Linked DNA regions of Oryctolagus cuniculus: region 1 is linked to region 2. Evidence: chromatin contacts called from public Hi-C data. All regions are on one chromosome and are shown on one strand. Each heading gives the region's core, a stretch centred on a gene start, on an enhancer-like site or on the middle of the called end of the contact. The rest is flanking DNA. Distances are from core to core; before and after follow the strand shown.

Evidence for each region. Hi-C and Micro-C count contacts between places; a contact is called where the count stands out from the background.
Region 1: a contact with region 2 is called in a Hi-C map of an unstated tissue, with 8 times the contacts expected there. The contact joins two enhancer-like sites. A contact is called at or near these places in 6 of 6 Hi-C or Micro-C datasets (ear pinna, embryonic fibroblasts, liver and 3 more).

The regions. Positions count from the first base shown.
Region 1 is chr6:30,364,369-30,370,774 of mOryCun1.1, reverse strand. ARHGAP26 (Rho GTPase activating protein 26) reads right to left here. Exons shown (of 23, transcript XM_051844367.2): 4 at 3,962-4,033. Among named protein-coding and RNA genes, the nearest start is that of ARHGAP26, 120 kb to the right of the region's middle. Within about 2 kb of position 1,699, at least 2 of the 8 cell types and tissues checked have an H3K27ac peak or open chromatin away from gene starts, as enhancers often do.
Region 2 is chr6:30,191,353-30,197,597 of mOryCun1.1, reverse strand. No RefSeq gene overlaps it. Among named protein-coding and RNA genes, the nearest start is that of ARHGAP26, 50 kb to the left of the region's middle. Within about 2 kb of position 2,252, at least 1 of the 8 cell types and tissues checked has an H3K27ac peak or open chromatin away from gene starts, as enhancers often do.

The sequences.
Region 1 (6,406 bases), core at 450-2,949, 170 kb before region 2:
GAGAAGCGGATGGAGCAAAAAAAGCAAAGAGGAAGCAAAGCCATTTCCGGCCCGAGAAAACAGCAGCGAGGCCTGCACGGGAACAGCCCAGCCACGAAGGAAATACTCTCATGGGGGCATGTCATGGGGGCTGGAGGGGTGGGGGCACGTTGTGTGGCAGTCAGGATGCCACCTGGGATGCCTGTGTCCCGTATCAGTGTGCTACGCTCCAGAGTCCAGCTTACGGTTACTGTGCACCCTGGGCACCAGCATGTGATGGCCCAAGTATTGGGTCCCTGCCACCCACGTGGGAGAACCAGATGGAGTTCCCAGGTCCTGACTTCCACCTGGCCCAGCCTGGCTGTTGCAGGCATTGGGGGAGTGAACCAGAGGATGGAAGACCCACGTCTCTCTCTCTCTCTGTCGAATAAATAAGTAAAACCAATGCAAAAGAACTGTTCATGGCAGAACAGTGTTACCCAGAAGCTCTCAGGACACAGGACGGTTTCACCTCCAGCGCGGCCACTGTGTACAGAGCACTGAGAGGCCGAAGGACTGGCTTAGGATCCTGGAACTGATTTCAGCCTGCAGGGCACGACTCTGAACAAACCACAGCCCCTCTCCAGGGGCAGCGTTCTCATCCGTAAACCCAGGCTGAGGAGGGGAGGCCACAGTGCAGGGTTCTTGGGACTCCAAGACTGTAACAAAGCTAGGACAAGAGCACCTGCTCCTGCTGTGATCGCTGGGACTAAATGAGATAAACCACACACGAGGGCTCTTCCCAAAGCTTGGGAGGAAAGGCACATCACAACAAAACTACTCAAGGATGTCCAGATGTTTTGTACTGACACTAACTTATCTATTAATACCAGATTTTCTGAAGGCCCCTCACACAGAGCTCAGCATGGGACATGCTCAGGATGCTACAGCAGGGATGACCGTGGTGACAGAGAGGGTGCTGTCACACGCACCTGTCTCCTTTTCACCAAGGACACCTCTTGGCTTTCCATGCCCCGTGCACCATGAAGACAACCCTTCCACACACCTGCCACCACCTGAAATGACACAGGTATTTCTGTCTTTCTGTCTAATGCATGTCCCCCAGCCTCACCAGCAGCACCAGAACCACCCTTGCTTTGTTCTCCACCAAGCACCAGGGCCAAGAGCGGTGCCAGGCACAGAGCATGTGCTCCCCTATCTCTTAAAGGAACCGTGTGTGTCCAGGACAGCAGCCAACAGCAAATGACCCCTGGGCAGCCTCTGTTCTCACATGCGCACACCTGACACGACAGCCTCTGACTGAAGTGCTTTCGGTGAGTTCACTCCTTTCTCCCTCACAGCAACTCTGAGGCAAGTGACCTGACTGTACCCATTTCTCAGATCAGGAATCAGGGCTCCCAGATTTACCTGCAAACAGCAGCAGCGAGACAGGACTCCCGCAGTGCCTCTCTAGGCCGGCTCTTAACCACTACTCCCCAGGGTAGGCTATTCTGCTCTCACACACCATCCAGCTTGCCAAACCTGTCTCAGAAACAGGTGCAGGTATACGCGGGGGGAAATCAACATCCCCCCGCCCAGAAATCTCAACTGGCTCCACCAAGCTCCTAGGTGGTAGCCCACCCCAGAGCAGCCACATCAGCACAGGAAGTCCGCGTACCCCTCCTTCTTGTCCAGCTCTCGCAACAGGTTGTCATGGCAACCAAGGCAGCACCAGAGAGGCGGGCGGAGGAAGACGTAATTTTAGCATTGCACAGGCAGGATCCGGCACTACCCCTGCAGGCAGGGAGCCCCCGCTGCTCTGACACCTTTCCCTCGAGCCCCTCACGGTGGGTTTACTGTCAGGTATCTCCTTAAATTTACGAAATCTGGTGTGTGGGTATGTGGGCAGCAGAGCTGGATACAGTGAATAAAGAAAGGAAATGACAAAGAGAGGGGGATGCAAAATTACCCCAGACATCGGCCAATCGAGCTGTGAAGACTGATGGCTAACTTCAACAAACTATCTGACTGATGCTTTTTAATGATTTAATGAATGGGGAACAGCATGTGCCTAAGGGGAAAAGAGGCTTTGGTGAGTGACCATTGGAACTCTCACTCATCCACGTGTCAGTGTCTAGGCCGGCTGCTCCTGTCACCACGGTCGTGGTGTCAGTCACGGGGAGCCCACTCCTCCACGGTCACCGCAGTAACCCCAAGCCACCTGGGGGAGGAGAGGTGACCGCCCTGCCTCCACCTGATGCCCCCTCACAACCTCTGGAAGCCACGGCCCAGTGCTCACGGGGAGCAGGACGCTCAGGTCCCAGGGCGCTGAGCAGAAGGCCCCGCATAGCCAGGGAGGGCCGAGGCCGTGGCCATGCGCGGCACGTTCTCTGCCATCGCTCGGCGGGCCCCGAGTCTTGGAGGAACTGTCTGTCAGTGGAACCAGACACCGACCTTAAGCTCGGACGCTAAGCCAGTGAGGCCCCATTCCTGGGGAACCGGCAACCAAGACTGGCAGAGGCGTGTTATCAAAGCAGGAGGAAAACGCCCGCCGGGGTCCCTCCTCCAACCGTGGACCCAAAATCCCAGGCAGTCACACACGGGTCCTCCAGGCCTTCCGGGATTAAGGTGGGGACTCCGTCCAGGGGTGGCCCAAGTGGGGGCCCTGGGTTGGTGAGGCAGTGCCCATAACGGAATCACAGTGGCTCCACAAGGAAAGGCCACACAGACCCGAGGCCGGGGGCTCCCTGCCTCCCTCTGCCTCCTCTTCACCGTGTGCCCCTTCCTCAACACATGCTTAAACATTCACTGTCGCCACCAAAAGCCAGACCAGCTGACCGCCAGACTGAGACTGTGTGCGTCCAAAACTGAGCCGAAATAAACCTCCTCCTTCATACCCTGGCTTCCCTCAGTTACTTCTATTAGTGACAAAGCTGGCAGAGAGAGAGAGTGAGAGAGAGAGAGAGAGAGGGAGAGAGGGAGGGAGGGAGGGAGGGAGGGCGGGTGAGCACTGAGCTAAGCTGGACATCTCAGCCGCTTTGTCCCACCTGCCCTCAATTCTCAAGGCCTTTTTACAATTGGATGAAGTCCCCACCAAGCCTGAGTGGTGACGCCCAGAATGCCCAGCAGGTGGCGCAAAGAACTGAGACGGAACTGAAAACCAGGAAGAAAATGTAAAGCTTTTGGCTTCCATGGATTCCAATGAAAATGTCTTCCCCACAGGTGGCCCTAACACTCATCGGAAGGTCAAGCTGGCTGGGGATTCTGAGTGATTTAACACTGGGCAGGAGACCCTGGGGAAGACACCTTTGAAAAATGAACAGGGCTCCCTTTGCGGTCTTTGAGGAACACCTGAGAATTAGCTTCGCTTTGGCTATAGCTCGCCCAGGTCAGGGGTAACGTGTGGTGGTGTCAGGGGTGAGGCAGGTCTGCAGATGTGGCTTTCTGACCTGTACAATGTGCAACACACACACACACACACACACACACACTTTGAATTATTTTCCAGTGAGAAATTCCACATAGAACTATGGCTTTTCAGAGTTTTTCTCTTTTTACATTGGAAAAATGTAAAGATTTGGCAAGAGAGGGCCCGTTTCCTCACACATGGCAAAATCTGGCTAAGCGCTTGCTCTGCCTCCCTTTAAAGAAACTCCAGGTGCCCACGGGGTCAAATTCTCAAGCCCTGCTTAGGCTGAGAGCTGTGGACATCCACAGTAAACACATTTCAACAGAAACAGTGTACTGTGCACTGCAGTCCACTGTCCAAGCACACAGCTACACAAAACACAGAGCAAGCCAGGATTCCACCTCCGGATGATCCATGATCTAAAACAATCTGCGAACAAACGCTAGAGGGCCTGCTCCAGAGCAGGCGACTAAGGCCGTACTGCGGCGCCCTGCAAAGACAGAGCAGGGGCCTCCAGGCTTACCTGCCCATGCTGGGCTGTGCTCCCCAGGCCTCCCACCCCACACTCCCAGAACAAGGCCGTGGAACGCTCACCTTGGCAGCCCCGATCTGCTCCTTCCGGAACTTCTCCAAGGGCGTGATGAGCACCTCGCTGGCATTCTCAATCTGGTGAAGAAAAAAGGCAGGCGTCGGCGTGGAATCACAACCATCCCAGCACAGACAGACAGCAGTCCTGAGCCTCCGCACTGGAGTGGGACACCTCTACACTGGACACCGTGTGAGCTGTTCCCAGTTCTCGATCTAACAGCACAGCAAAGCAAAACCTGGCCGTGACTTCAACGCGTGACTGACACAGGTTCTGCAGAAGCAAAAATGATGCCCTCTGAAAACCTAAGCAGCCATCGCAGCCGGAGAAGTGGCAACTGTAGTGGCCGAGTTTCCAAGATCCCGTGATGCCTTGTAAAATGCTCATTTGCCTAAGCTGCAGGTAAAGTTGACCAACAGTGGGACTAGGTTAACAACCAAAACAAAACACCTCCTAACACCTACTGGCACGAACACCTTGAGCCTGACTTTGTGTTGCCCAGTGCAGCTGGGACATCTGTGCTCCTGACCGGGTTTCATCTCCCAGGACTCTCCCCTCCAGGAGGTGGGGCAGCCTTTCATGGGTGACTCCTTATTGTAATTAAGGCTTCAGCTTAAAGACTATCTCTTCAAGGGAGGCCTTCTCTAACCACCAATGGGATCCCAAGAAGCTACCACCACCCCATGAGTGTGTTCTTCAGAACTCGCATGCCTGTTCACATTTTCTGGTTCAGCGATGCACACGCTTATACAGATAGACACACGTGCACACATGCACACACACACACACCACTGTCATAAATGGTCACTTGCCCACTACTATCCCCAAACAAGGGCAAAGCTGGAACAAAGAAGCACTGAAACATTTTCTGAATGACCAAACGAACAAATGAATGATGACTTGACTGGCTGCCAGTTGTGTGGCCGTGAGCAAAGCACTGAACCTCTTTGGGCTCCAATTTCTTCATCGGCAGAATGTGTGGGCCGAATTGTTCCAGCTCGGGAATTCTATAGTGGTTTCCATGCCAGTACGATATTTTTCAATCTTAATGCACTCCTCACTCTTCACTGAACTAATTATGCCAGGAATCGTGTTGCAACAAAGCATTATTTTTTTTTTTCTGAACCACACGCATGTGCATTGCAATGAAATGAACAGAGGCAATGTCCGGAAGCCACGGACGGTCACAGAACTGACTGGACTCTGTGGGGAGAAAAAAAAGACAGCTCTCCTGATGTATTCCCAATTTCCTTTTTCTCAACTTTGAGAACATGGGTTTCAAAAGTGAGCATTTTAACTCCACAGTGTAATCAAGCATTGCAACATTAAGTAGCTTCATTTTTTACTGTTCTGTGAGGCTGCTTTATTTCCTCATTGTATTCTCTACTGCACATCAACTCAAGTCTCGGAGGCTCACCACGACGCGCTGGGACTCCACCTCACGGACTCCTGGCCGCAGCTGCTCATCAGAATCACCTGGATGGCCGGCGCCATGGCTCACTAGGCTAATCTTCTGCCTTGCGGCGCCGGCACACCGGGTTCTAGTCCCAGTCAGGGCACCAGATTCTGTCCCGGTTGCCCCTCTTCCAGGCCAGCTCTCTGCTGTGGCCAGGGAGTGCAGTGGAGGATGGCCCAAGTGCTTGGGCCCTGCACCCCATGGGAGACCAGGATAAGTACCTGGCTCCTGCCATTGGATCAACGCGGTACGCTGGCCGCAGCGCGCCGGCCACGGCGGCCATTGGAGGGTGAACCAACGGCAAAGGAAGACCTTTCTCTCTGTCTCTCTCTCTCTCTCACTGTCCACTCTGCCTGTCAAAAAAAAAAAAAGAAGAATTACCCGGAGAGCTTTCAGAACTCCCACTGGGCAGGCCATGCTCTAGATGAATAAATGCGGAGCCTCTGGACTTCACTGGCCAAATCTCTCCAGCGGGTATTCATGACGCAGAGGCCAGTCCAAACCAGATGCTCAATAAATGAAACCTCTCGCCTGCTCACCAGGGCACCGGGACACCCACGTCCTGCCCCAGTCCTAGTCCTACCTGCTACCAGCCTTCCCAAGACCTGTTCTCCCACCTGAAAAGTGAGCTGCTGCAGATGGTGCAGAACAAGGTCCCCCTGGGTCAAAGAGCATACGACCGTGGGACTTGCACTTAGTCTCAAACACTAGGCTTGATCCTGGGGACACGGAAGCCAGTTCCCTGCCCTGCAGGAGCTGTACACACCACGACTGTGGTTATCAGGATACCATGTGGGAAACGCACAATCAGGGGCATGAACGGGATGACGACAAAGTCAAAAACGCAGCCAAATATCCCATGGGGTCAGGGAATGCTTCCCTGAGCAGGTGCGGCCTGACTGAGCTGTGCTGGAGGGGTGACGCCACCACTGCAGGATGAGGAGGTGGAGACGGGGCCTGCACTGGCCAGATACCCGGACACAGACGGCTGCAACTC
Region 2 (6,245 bases), core at 1,003-3,502:
TGGCCTTTGCACATGCTCCGTGCTAAAGATACTCGCCCACACACCCTGTGGCTCACTGCCTTGTTCTTCAGCTAGTGCTCAAAGGTTGCCCCCAAGGCGTCTTCCCTAACTGCCCTGTCCATAATGACCTCACCTCACCCTGGTCACTTTCTTTCTTGCTTCTTAAAGGTTTATTTTATTTATTTGAATGGGGGAGAGAGAGAGAGAGAGAGAGAGAGAGAAAATGAGAATCTCTCATCTGCTGATTCACTCCCCAAATGGAGTAACAACCAGGGCCAGGCCAAGGCAGAGCTAGGAGCTTCATCTGGATCTTCCAAACGGGTGACAGGGGCCCAAGCTCTTGGGCCATCTTCTGCTGCTTTCCCAGGCCATCAGCAGAGAGCTGGATCAGAAGTGGAGAAGCTGGGACTCAAACTGTGTCCATATGGGATGCCAGTGTCGCAGGCAGCAGTTTTACCCACTAAAGCATAATGCCAGCCCCAATACACCCACCCCCGCCCTCTGCCACTTTCCACCCCAGGGACCTTGACGTCACTCTTCTTTTGCCATTCATCATCTGACCTCTTACTAACATATTTCACTGCTGACTTTGTCATGGATCTCCCTGACTGCAAAGTCAGCTCCATGAAGACAGGGACTTTACTGTGTTCTTCGCTGTATCCTCATGGCCTCAGGCTCTGCCTGGCACACAGTTCAATAAATGATTTTTTTTTTTAAATAAAAAGGGAAGGGTAAAGGAATTGATAATATTTTGACTACATTTAAGACTGGTCACTTTCTCTGCTAAAAATCTTGGAACCAAATTCGTGTGTGCTGACTCCAGTAACTATCCGAGGGAAATTATGCACAAACCTCGATGGGGTTTCATTGGTTTCCCCTCTTCCTTTGATGGAGAAACACAGTTGGCCATCTGTTTTTGAGGATTCTGCATGCATGGGTTCAACCAACTGCAGATAGAAAATACTTGGAAAAAAACTATCAGACTTCTTCCTTGCCATTATTTTCCAAACAGTTCAGTGTTAACAACTATTTACATAGCATTACACTCTGCTAAGTATTATAATAATCCAGGAATGATTCGAAGCATATGAGTGGATGTGAGTAGATTGTGTGTAAATGTGCCATTTTTCAGCAAGAACTTGGCCAGCCCTTGATGCTGGTATCCCAGGCAGGTCCTAGAACAACCTCCCTTGCATATCTGGTGATGACTGTACTGTAGGGTTTTTTATTGTTGCTGTTGTTATTTGTAATTGGTAATTCTGGAAACTTGGAGTAAAACAAAATAAACTTTAAAACATTTTAAAAATGTCTTTGGGGTGGATTTTTGGCACAGGGGATAAGATGTCACTGGATGTTTATATCCCACGTCAGAGCGCCTGGCTTTGAAGCCCAGTTCTGCTTCCAGTTCGGGCATGTGTTAGGAGACAGAAGGAGATGGTCAATGACTTGGGTCCTTGCTGCTTAGGCGCAAGATTCAGACAGAGTTACAGGTTCCTTGCTTCAACCAGGTCCACCCCAGGCTGTTGGGGGCTTTTGGGGAATGACCCAGTAGATGCAAGATCTGTCTCTCTCTCTGCCTTTCAAAAAATATAATCTTTTCAAAAAAACGTCTTAAGTTTCCAGCCTTCAGGGATGGGTGTTTGACCTGTGGCCGCCCCAGGGGCGGGAGAAAGACACTTGGCTCACTCCCAGCTTATACTGCCGAGTGCTCTTAGGTTTCTCTTGTCTCAGGAGTTCCTCGGGAAATTCTTCTGAAGATTTGCAAATTTTCCCAGGGATCATTAGCTGCAGAGGAAGAAAAGACACCCTTTTGTAGACCTCCCGGTCAAAGAGTATGGAAAAATGGCATTTGGGGTGGAGGCAAGTGCCTCTTCTCAGCCTGTAAGACACAGGGCCAAAGTTGAAAGGAGAGCTTTAAAACTTGCCTGCCATAAAGGGCACAAGGGCAGTTTCTGGGTTAACAGCCCGGGTGCCAGCAAACAGGAACAGAGCGGCCACTGTCTGGCCCGCTGGGTTCCTCAAGAATGGCTCCAGTCTGGCTCTCCCAGGAGAGGGGCTGGCCGCAAATCTGGCTTTGGAATTCTCCACAGACCTGCAGACTGCACCCCTCTGCTCCCTCAGAGTCCCATCCCCCGGGCTGAGGCCAGGGCCCGAGTGAGTGCCTGACCAGCTTCCAGTCTCTGTGCTCACACGGTCCCTGGCCAAGGACTGCCTGGAGGAGTCTGGAAGCCAGGGAGCCCTGGAGCAGCAGCGGATGGCCCTGTCCAGGAGGAGCTGCTAACGACCACCTGCCCCTTCACAGAGGCCCGCTTCTGTCTCTCCACCATTCCAACCCCTGAGCTGGGGCACGGCCCAGGTGAGAAGCCTGGTGTTTTTCCATCACTATTTCTTGGCCTCCAATTCACTGCGGCCTCAGATTACATCACTTTTCTACTTTCTTTGCTTCTTTGTGTTACGTTGGCCAGCACTTCCCTCGGTGGCTCAGGGAAGTCAAGTGGAGTCAGGAAAAAATTCTCGGGTCTACAAAGCAGAAATTCAAGCTCAATTGTTCCAGCGCGGTCAGTGGCTTTCCACGTGTTGCGGTGCGTCAGACTCCTCTCTGCAGAAATTCTCAAATGTGAACGTACTCAAGAGTTGCCAGGGGACCTGTGGTCACTGTCACCTAGCAAAGATGAAGTGAGCCACGCCCTCGAGCTGTCTGCTGAGTAGGTCTGGGTAGGGCCGAGGAACCTACATTTAAAAAAAAAAAAAAAAGACCAAGTACTCCCATCTGCTGGTCCACTCCCCAAGTGCCCACAAAGCAGGGACTGGGCAAGGCTAAAGGCAGGAGGCGGGAACATAATCCAGGTCTCCCATGTGGGTGCAAGGACCCAAGTCCAATGAGCCATCACCATTGCCTTCCAGGGCCTGCATTCAGGAACCAGGAGCAGGTATTGAACCCAGGTACTCTGACATGTGACGTGAATATCTCAACTGGGATCTTAACTGCCAGGCTAACTGCCTGCCCCAGAACTTACATTGTTAGCAAGAACTGCAGGTTACCAGATGCAGGAGGCTTGACATCCCTGCTGAGAAAAATGGCGGAAGGAGCAGGGTAACCAGACAGGCAGTCTCGGTTTACAATGGTTTGTCTTCCAATTTTTGACATCACCATGATGCAAAAGCAATAAGCATCAGGTAGAAACTGAATTCAAGTTTTCAGTGTTGATTTTTTTCCTCCGGAGCTGGTGGTATACTGTAAAATACTCTTCCTGGATGCTCCTGGTGGCAGCAGAGAGCAGGAACCCTCAGTCAACCCCACTGTCACGAGGGGGAAAGAATGGGTTAATCTTGGCTGCTTTATCGCCAAGCTAAGATGTCCAGAAGTCTAGGGGTATTAACTGTTAAATGCTGTGTAATAAAATTAAATTTCCTAATGATGGCGCTTTTACCTTACAACTCACCCCTGTGATGTGCAAACACTGGGCTACGTGTTCACTGCGAGCCAAGTAGCAGGTGCAGGTGTCTGGTTCTGCCACACCCCTGCGGAGTCAGAATTTGCAGCTGGGCACGTGTCTCATTCCCTAGAGGTATCTGGCACACAGCTAAGCTTGGGGTGCACTACCGAAGGCATGGTTTCATTCAGGAAAAATAAGCCAGACTTCCGCTTCTGAGGTCCCCCACGCCAGGCTCTCATCACGTCCTGGAAACCAGCACGCACGGTTCCTGGCAAAGAATCTGAAGAAAGGCTTCCACGTGCCGCGGCAGCTGCGATCCTTAAATAAAAAAGGACTAGAGAAACGAAAGCGCGATTGCAATCACTTGACAGGGCTTTTCTCTCTCTCCCTGGGCCAGGTAGAATGCCCCAAGGTAAAAGTGGCACCTGGAGCCGCAGCCTGGCTGGGAGACCGCCCTGCCCGGTGTTACTCAGGAAGAGGAGGGAAAGAGCGCCAGCTGTACCTGCCAATCACCTGGGAGCCACCGTGGCTGGCACTCATGCTGAATGGCTGCATATTGCCTCCAGATGGGTTCCTCAGTGCCAGGTGCCAGGTTAGAGCAGCTGCCTGGGAGGGAGTGTTCCCCTGGCAGAGCTGTGTGCACCTGCACGCAGCGATGTCACCTGCGCGCACGCTGGTTTCTCCAGGGTGCAGACAAGCGCACTGGGGCAAGTCAGCAGCCTCAGCACGGGATTCCAGCTGATTCAACTCAGTTTCCGTGGTCAGACTGGTACCTGGGGGCAGCTGCTTCTCAGAGGGAACAGATGGCTCCATTCTGAATTTGTTACAGCTGCAGCTTCACTCAAACTAACATAACCCTTCTTTCCCCATCCTCAAAAAACAAGAGGAAATCACAGGCCGGGCTTTTGCTCAGCTTTTGACCTCTCTCCCAACTCCGATTGCCCAGGGCAGCTTCTCCGCACTCTCTAGCACACAGGGTGAGCTCCCTACCCCAGAACTGCAGTGCACAAGGGTCGCGGCAACCCATTAAGACACAGTTGGGTGTTCTCAGTCTACACCCTGAAACACGTCTGTCCGTATCCACTCCATTTCTCTCCCTTTTCCCCAGACATCTGGGGTCCCTGTTCTCACTGGGTATTCCAGGAACTTCATGATTTAAAACAAAATCAAGGCTGGCGCCGTGGCTCACTAGGCTAATCCTCCGCCTTGCGGCGCCAGCACACCATGTTCTAGTCCCGGTCGGGGCGCCGGATTCTGTTCCGGTTGCCCCTCTTCCAGGCCAGCTCTCTGCTGTGGCCAGGGAGTGCAGTGGAAGATGGCCCAAGTGCTTGGGCCCTGCACCCCATGGGAGACCAGGAGAAGCACCTGGCTCCTGGCTTTGGATCAGCGCAATGCGCTGGCCGCGGCGGCCATTGGAGGGTGAACCAACAGCAAAAGGAAGACATTTCTCTCTGTCTCTCTCTCACTGTCCACTCTGCCTGTCAAAAATAAAAAAAAAATTAAATTAAAAAAATAAAAAAAAAACAAAATCAAAATGGGATGGGGGGAGCAGAAGAACAAGAGAGGAGGGAGGTAAGGAAAAAGGAAAAGGAAACTAGGGCACGGCTCGGGCAGGCCCTGCAGGTGCAGCTGCGTGTGAGGACGGCAGAGGGACTTGTCGGCTCCTGGCTCAGAGCTGCTCAACCAGGGCTGGGCCTGGGGACTGCCCAGGGTCATGCACAATGACCGACCTGTGTCTTCAGGTGTTCTCAGGTCTGAAGAAGATGCTGGGCAGGAAGGAGGCGGGCTCTTTCATCTCCTGCCTGGCAGAAGCATGCTGAGGTCAGGTGCCAACACCATCCCTGCACAGCCCCAGAAAGATACACGAGAGGAGACCAGGTGGTTCTCCACCACGAGCCGCAGAACAGTCACCTGGGCGGGGAGGGGCTTTTAAAACAGAGGCTGCGAGGGCCCCCTCCCGGATTCAGCAGCTCTGGCCACGGCCTGAGAAGGTGCCTTTTTTTTTTTTTTTTTTTTTTTTTTTTTTTTAATTTGAGACAGGTAGAGTTAGAGAGGGAGAGAAGGAGAAAGGTCTTCCTTCCATTGGTTCACTCCCCAAATGGCCGCCACGGCTTTCACTGCGCCGATCTGAAGCCAGGAGCCAGGCGCTTCCTCCTGGTCTCCCATGCAGGTGCAGGGGCCCAAGCACCTGGGCCATCCTCCACTGCCCTCCTGGGCCACAGCAGAGAGCTGGACAGGAAGAGGAGCAACCGGGATTAAACCTGGCACCCATATGGGATGTCTGCGCCACAGGTGGAGGATTAACCAAGTGAGCCACGGCGCCGGCCTCCAGAAAAGTGCTTTTCTAACAACTTCTGTGATGCGGACGCTGCCAGTCTGGGGACCACCCTTTGAGGACCCAGACTCCAGAGGTCTAATTCCAGCGCTCCAGTTCTGCCACTCTGCAGGTGAAAAGTGACAGTTCCCTCCCACACGCTCATTACCTGGCAGGTCCCTCCACCCTCCCCTCCAGCGTCTGCACACGGACGGTGGATAACCATGGCTGAGTGGAGGGTGCCCCCTTGTGCTCCCAAGCTGTGGTGCACTCTCTCCTCCCTGGAAAGCATAGCCAGATTGCATTTTATCTGCAGACCACGGGAAACCCGAGACCTTCATCGTTCATCAGATCTGCTCCACGTGTAGAAAGCCAGACAAGAATGGCTTCTTCACGTGGCTTTGGGATGGATTTTGGTGCCTAGGAGCTTGGTCTGGATCACACGCTCACTAAATTCTCTGCTGGAGAAGATGCCTTTGTAACATAAGGAAGAA